Regions from separate parts of the Oryctolagus cuniculus genome. Here region 2 is linked to region 1. A link is a contact called in public Micro-C data. All regions are on one chromosome and are shown on one strand. Each heading gives the region's core, a stretch centred on a gene start, on an enhancer-like site or on the middle of the called end of the contact. The rest is flanking DNA. Distances are from core to core; before and after follow the strand shown.

Region 1 (3,196 bases), core at 367-2,866:
TCCAGCTCTCTGCTGTGGCCTGGGAAAGCAGTAGAAGATGGCCCAAGTGCTTGGGCCCCTGCATCCACGTGGGAGACCCGGATGGAGCTCCTGGCTCCTGGTCTTGGCCTGGCCCAGCCCTGGCTGTTGTGGGCATTTGGGGTGCAAGCTCGCAGATGGGTGATCTCTCCCTCTCTCTCTCTCTGTTACTCTTTCACATAAATAAATTCATCTTTTCAGAAAGATAACGGGATCCCCATGAACGTTCTGAAGCCCTCTCGTGCTTTGCCCTGATTTTTCCTCTGCTTCTCCCACTTCATCGACCCGAGGAGAGGAATCTGGTTCAAACGCCTGCCCTGTTCTGCCCCAGCCTTGCCCCCCGCCTTGCTGTGGTTTCGCCTAGAAAACACTCCCGCTTGGCAGTGTTATGGCCAGCGGGGTAGGCCAAAGCCTGCAGCGCCGGCATCCCAAATGGGCACCGGTTCGAGTCCCAGCTGCTCCACTTCCAAGCCAGCTCCCTGCTAACGCGCCGGGGAAAGCAGTAGAGGATGAGCCAAGTGCTTGGGCCTCACACCCACGTAGGAGACCCGGAAGAAGCTCCTGGCTTCGGCCCTTACCACTGTGGCCACTTGGGGAGTGTACCAGCGGATGGAAGATCTCCCTCTCTCTCTCCCTCTCTCTGTAACTGTCTTTCAAATAAATAAATCAATAAATATCTTAAACAAAAGAAAGAGAACGCCCCTTCTCAGCCTGGTCTCTGCCTCCCCGTTTTCAAGGAGGGACAACTCTCGCTGTTACGAGATTCCCCGGGCAGCGACTGCGATGTGGCCCCGAAAGGAGCCGGGTGGGGGAGGGAGGGCCCCACTCACCGTCCACGGGGGTGCAGGGCTCGTACACCAGCCTGTAGCCCTCCAGGATGCCGTTGGGAAACTGCGGGGCCTCCCAGGACACGTTCACCGAGGTGGTGGTCAGCTCGCTGAACCTGACCGAGCTGGGAGCGCTGGGGGCTGCAGAGACAGCAGAGGTGTTGTGTTTGCCTCTCACAAAGCCTCGCGTGGTGCTCCAGGGAGCCGGCAGGAGGGTTTGGGTCTAGGCCCAGAACAAACAAGAGAGCAGATTTTCCTGCAGGAAGAGGTCATGGGGTCCCCGTCCCCCCGCCCCCGCCCCCCGCCGGCACTCAGCTTGCCAGTACCAGAGTCCCTGGAACTGGGAGAGAAGCAAACTTTATTTTTCCCCAAAGCTGCAGAATTCAGACTTCTTCCTGCCCAGTGGCCCTGAGCCCTGGCTGCGAGCGTGGGACAAGTCTTTACACTCACAGGGTCACCCTGGGTCAAGGCCATTTCCTGGCTTTGTCGGGGCTTGTCCCTTGGTTCCCCTGGAGGAGAAGGTAGGGAGTGTGTGGGCCTCAGAACATCAGGTGGGTGCTGAAGAGGGCTCGGGAGCTGCAGGGGAGGGAGGTCCCGGATGTGGCCTCTCCTGCAGCCCTGGGCTTGTCCCCAGACACAGCCCGCCTCTAGGAGGAGCCACAGCCAATGGCAGCCAGCGCCTCCGGGGGGGGGGGGGGATGCTTGCTCCGGCCCAGAAGCCTGCACGCACCGGGGCGGGGGACCCTCGTGGGGGAGGACCGAGGGGAGGGAAAGGAAGCAGCCCCCTGCGTGGTCTCTGGAGCTGACTCCCCCCTGGGGGGGTGGCCGGGCTATTTTTGCCCACTGCTGCCTCCCCCCGCTGAGCCACAGCTGATCCAGACCCGCTTCCGGCTCCAGCTCTGGGGGCAGGGTCAGCTGACTTTGAAGCAGGGAGGTGAGCTCAGGGGGCCTTTCCTGCCTCCCCTGGGCTGGAGGGGACGTGGGACAGAACACGTTGTCCTGTTGTCACGGTGACAGAAGCTTCCAGACTCCCAGGGGCTCACATCCGGCCACAGACACTGACGCAGTGTGCTTGGGACAGGCCGAAAACTCAAGCGCAACCCAGCCCAGCTGGACCCTGGCCAGTGTGGGAGCCAAGGGTTTCTCTGGAGCTTGGGTCCCCCTCCTCTGCCCGCCTTCCTGTCCTGTCTCCCACCTGGCCTCCCTGCCTCCACCCTCTCCCGTCCATGGTCTGCCTTCTGCCTAGCAGCCAGAGTGGTTTTTTTTTTCCAAAGCACAAACCAGATCCTGTCACTCCATCACTCAGCCCCTCGACAGCTTCCTGTCCCACCTTAGATTAACCCAACCCCAGGCCCCCAGACCCTTGGTGACCTGACTCTTGTCCCACTTCCTTGAAAGCCCACCGGCTTTCTCTCTGGTCCCCGATCTCTTCCAGCCTCCAGGCGTTTGCACCTGCTGGTCCCTGTGTGCCCAGAACAGTCCCCACCTCCTTCTAGAACTTTCCATATCCAGCCTCTCTCCTCATTCAAACCCCAGCTCCGAAATCATCGTCTTGGTGAGGTCTTTGTGGGCAAACCCAGCGAAAGCCACCCGCTGTCCTGCTGTTTATCATCTGCCCCTACTGCGCAGGGCTCCCAGAAAACCCTCAACAGAAACACGCGGGCTGAACGCAGCCAGCGCGGGAGGAGAGGCGGGTGGGGTGGGCGAGGCCTTGCCTTCCTCCTCTCCGAGACGTCTCCTGGGGACCAAGCAGCTGCCTCCACCCCTCCCGAGCCCGGGCCGCCCTCTGCCCTCGGCCGCCCCCGGTGCCCCCGCCTCACCTGCCTGCTGGGTCTGGCCGCGGGCGGGGGCGCTCTGCGGCCCGTCCCCTGCGGCGTTGAAGGCCGCCACGCTGACCATGTAGGCCGTGTAGCCAGTGAGATTCTTGAGTTTGATGCTGTTCTCAGCCAGGAAGAGCGTCTTCACCCGCTCTGTGAGGTTCCGCCGCTCGGCCTCCCAGAAGTAAATCTGCGGGTGCACAGGATGTGGGGGTGCAGGCACGGAGACCCCCCCGCTCCCTTCCTGCCCGACCCGGGTCTCGGAGACACCGCCACCGCTGGTTCAGAACAGCCAGGGCCCATCCCGGCCAGACCAAACCCAGGCCCCGTGCCCCCTCCTCACTGCGCTGCTGGTGGACTTAGCTCAGTCAGTACTGGGCGTCAGAGCTCCTCGGGGAATAAGCCGGTTCTGTCCTGGAGGAGCCCAGCCCAGGAGACAGGTGCAGCCTGTGGCGCGCGGCGCAGGGCCCGGCCGTGTCCCATTGCTGGGAACTGGCAGGACCCAGGCTCAGGCCCTCGTGCAGCAGCTGTGGG
Region 2 (3,196 bases), core at 496-2,995, 42 kb before region 1:
GGGGCACCCCACACTCAGCGTGGCCCCCAGCCACCCAGCAGCGATGGGGCCTCACTGGCTGGCAGTGGCTGCCCCATTACTGCCGCGGGCGCCCTGGGGCTGCCAGCGGCGCGGCTGGGCCTGGCCGGGGTCCAGCAAAGTCCCCATTTCTGGGAGAAACCCACAGCTCCGCTCCCCCTTCCTTTGTGCCCTGTTCTTTGTTCTCTTAAAATTCAGTCCATCCCGCTGGTGGTCCCCTCCTCCATCTCTGCTCGAGAGGGGGCGGGGGCTGCCGGGAGTTATTAGAGACCCAGGCCAGGCCGAGAAGTTGCCTGGTCGGAGGCCCTGGTTGTTTACACTGGCGGGATGAGGGCGCCTGCACCCGGCCGGACCCCACTGGGGGTCCCTCCAGCACCCCTACCCCTCCATAGGAGGGCCTGTCCAAGGATCCTTTCCCAATGCGGCAGCTCGGGACCTGGGCCGAGAGCGGGCACCGTGGACCCCCGGGAGGGGGGTGGGAGCGGACCAGATCGCACGGGCGGAGGCAGAAGGGACAAGTCCCCAGCGACGAGGAAAGGAAAGCACCCGGCGTCTCCTCCGGCAGTTAGGAGGGCACACCCCTCCCCCACGGGGGTCGCGCACGGTGACACACGCACACACACACACACACACGCACGCACGCAGTCCTCCCCCGGGACGCCCGCGCTGCCCCTGCTTCCCGCCCGGCTCTCCGGCCCAGGCAGAGGGGCACACTCACCCGGCAGGCAGGGCGGCTCAGGCGGGCGCACCGGGGGCACCGGGCAGTTCCGCAGCTCCGGCTGGGGGCGCTCCAGGGAGGGGGCCGGCCCGAGCGGGTGGTGGTTAAATGATTCACCGGCCGCTCGGAGCCCGAGACCACGCCGGGGGCGCCTCGCTCCGGGCGCCGCAGCCGGCGCGCGGGCTCCAAAGGGGCCACAGACTCGGCGCGCCCCGCCCCGCCGGCAGGAGCCTGGGCCTCTCCCGGCCTTGGCCTCCGAGTCTGGCGAGGGAGGCGGGCGGGGCGGGCGCCCGGCGCGGGAGGGCCGGGCTCGCGGGCGGGGGGCGGGGAGCGTCGGTTCCCCGGGCCGTTCCCTCCCAGGCAGCGCCGCGGCTGCCTTGTCCGCGGCCGGGCGACACTGGGCGGCGTGTGCCTCGGCGCGTGTACGAGCGGGGGCGTGCGCGCCCGCCTCTGCCACTACGGCCACGATCCGGCTCTCATTCGCGGGACTCCGGGCGCACACGCCCCCCTCGGAGAGGCCGCCCGCCGCCGCCGCCGCGCTCCTGCCCACACCGCCGCACGCCCCATTCCTGGGCCGGGGGCGCGCCACGGGGCCCCGAGCAACGCCCAGGGCCGGCGACGCCGCGCCCCGCTCTGCCGCACGCCGCTCCCCAAATCCCGCTCTGCTGGGACGCACGGAGCGCGGCGCCCGGTTCCAGGCACCCGAGCCGCCCCGGAGCGGAGTGGGGGTGCCCCACGCCCCTCTCCCCGCCCCACGACCCCTCACTCCCGGCTTTCTCAGTCCTCTCGGGCCCCCGGGGGGCTCGAGCCCACCCGCGCCTCGCAGGGCGCAGGCGGCTCGGCGGCCAGGGCGGGCGCGCGTCGCCTACCTCGGTTCCCGGAGACCCGAGCGCGGGGCCGGCGCGGCTGCGCTGTCCCGTCCGTGGGCTCGGCGCGGCGGCCGGGCTGGCGGCCCATGTCAGCGCCGGAGCTGGTTTCCCTCTCGGCCTCGGGCAGTCCGGGCCGGAGCCGCTCGGACACTCCCCTCGCAGGCTCCTCCCGCGCGCTCCCTCCCGCGCCCTCCGCGCTGATGTCACGGCGCCGCCGCAGCCAATGGCCGCGGGGAGCCTCAGCCCAGCCGCTCGGCCTCCCCCGTTCAAATCTGAAGCCGGAGACTCTGCGAGCTTCGTGTAAGGGCAACCTTGGCTGGCGGTGAACCGCACCCCCTCCGCCCGCCCGGCTGCCTCTGGGTCGGGGGCGCCTCTGCGGGCTTGGTGCGAGGTCCCTTTAAGGCTCTGCCCCGTTGCCCACACCGACCCCCCAAAGCAAGATGCCCGCCCACTCCCCCCCCCCCACGGGGGGCCGTGACCCGCGGGACCCACAGGAGACCCAGCGGGAGGGCTGGCGCCGCCAGGTTTATAGGGTCCCTCCCTGCGTCTACCGCAAGCGACCCGAGGCGGGACGCGGGCTAGGCAGTGGCTGTCCCTGGCCGCCCTGCTGGCCCAAGCAGGACCCGCTGAGGCCGCTTTGCCCCAAGTAAACCACAAAGTAGCCACTGTTCTTGTGATGGTTTCCGCTGTCTAAAGGGCATCACCAAAGTAAATAGATGCCGGCGGTGGTACAGCCAACAAAAGGAGTGAGCCCAGCACCAAGCCAGAGTTCCCTGGCATTAAAGGTGCAGGGTGCAGGTGTGCGGGGCCGGTGCTGCCCTCAGCCCCCTAAACTGCCACCCCTCTACCTTGAGGTCTGGACGTGTGGCCACTGCATCCTGCAATGAAGATCAAACGGGAAATGAAGGCGCTTGGACTGGGAAGTGGGGTTCAGAGAAGCCCGGAACCCGGACACCCCTGGGAGCCCCCCCACCTGCCTTCCCAAACCCCGGGCTCCACACCTGTCTCTCCTGTGTCCGGGGAGCACGGACCCTCTCTCATCCGGAGGTTATGAAGATGGGTGGGTGTTAGGTGAGAAGGGGCTTTAGGAGGGGCCCGAGTTGTGGCATGGCCGGATAAGGCGCCACTGGCATCCGGTCCCGGATTCTTCAGTCTTACCCAGCTCTCTGCTAGTGCAACCCGGCAAGGCAGCTAAGATGGTCTGTATGCGTGGGGCCCCTGCCCTGTGTCGGAAACCTGGATGGAGTTTCTGGCTCCTGGTTTCAGCCCAGCCCAGACCTGGCCGCTGCAGTCATTTGGGGAGTGAACCAGCAAACGGGAAGAGCTTTCTCTTCCTTTCAATACATAAATAAGCTTGGCGGGGGTGGGGGTGGGGGTGGGGTAAGAGTAGCCTGCAAATCGACTAGGCTGTCGTCGTTTTGTCCTGGACTGGGAGAGGAGCTGGCGCAGATCTCAGGAGCAGGTGGGTTGGGAAGAGGTTTGCAGGCTCCTCTGGCTTAGGAGTCCAGCTCTGCCCCCAGTAACCCCGCCTGTAAGGTGGGGAAGGCAGTTTTGCTGGGAGCCCCCTGCCCGCCCCCTGTTGGGGGATATT

What was found. A called contact is a pair of places that touch in the nucleus more often than the background predicts.
Region 2: a contact with region 1 is called in a Micro-C map of ear pinna, with 3 times the contacts expected there. The contact joins the promoter of CDC42EP4 here to the enhancer-like site in region 1. A contact is called at or near these places in 2 of 6 Hi-C or Micro-C datasets (ear pinna and an unstated tissue).

Annotation. Positions count from the first base shown.
Region 1 is chr17:6,667,006-6,670,201 of mOryCun1.1, reverse strand. SDK2 (sidekick cell adhesion molecule 2) reads right to left here. Exons shown (of 44, transcript XM_070060373.1): 36 at 2,666-2,852; 37 at 849-986. It overlaps LOC138846025 (a long non-coding RNA gene), which reads left to right. Exons shown (of 2, transcript XR_011383372.1): 2 at 220-710. Among named protein-coding and RNA genes, the nearest start is that of CDC42EP4, 42 kb to the left of the region's middle. Within about 2 kb of position 1,616, at least 3 of the 8 cell types and tissues checked have an H3K27ac peak or open chromatin away from gene starts, as enhancers often do. A contact at or near this core is called in ear pinna, where this site is marked.
Region 2 is chr17:6,709,063-6,712,258 of mOryCun1.1, reverse strand. CDC42EP4 (CDC42 effector protein 4) reads right to left here and starts at 1,745. Exons shown (of 2, transcript XM_051825914.2): 1 at 1,606-1,745.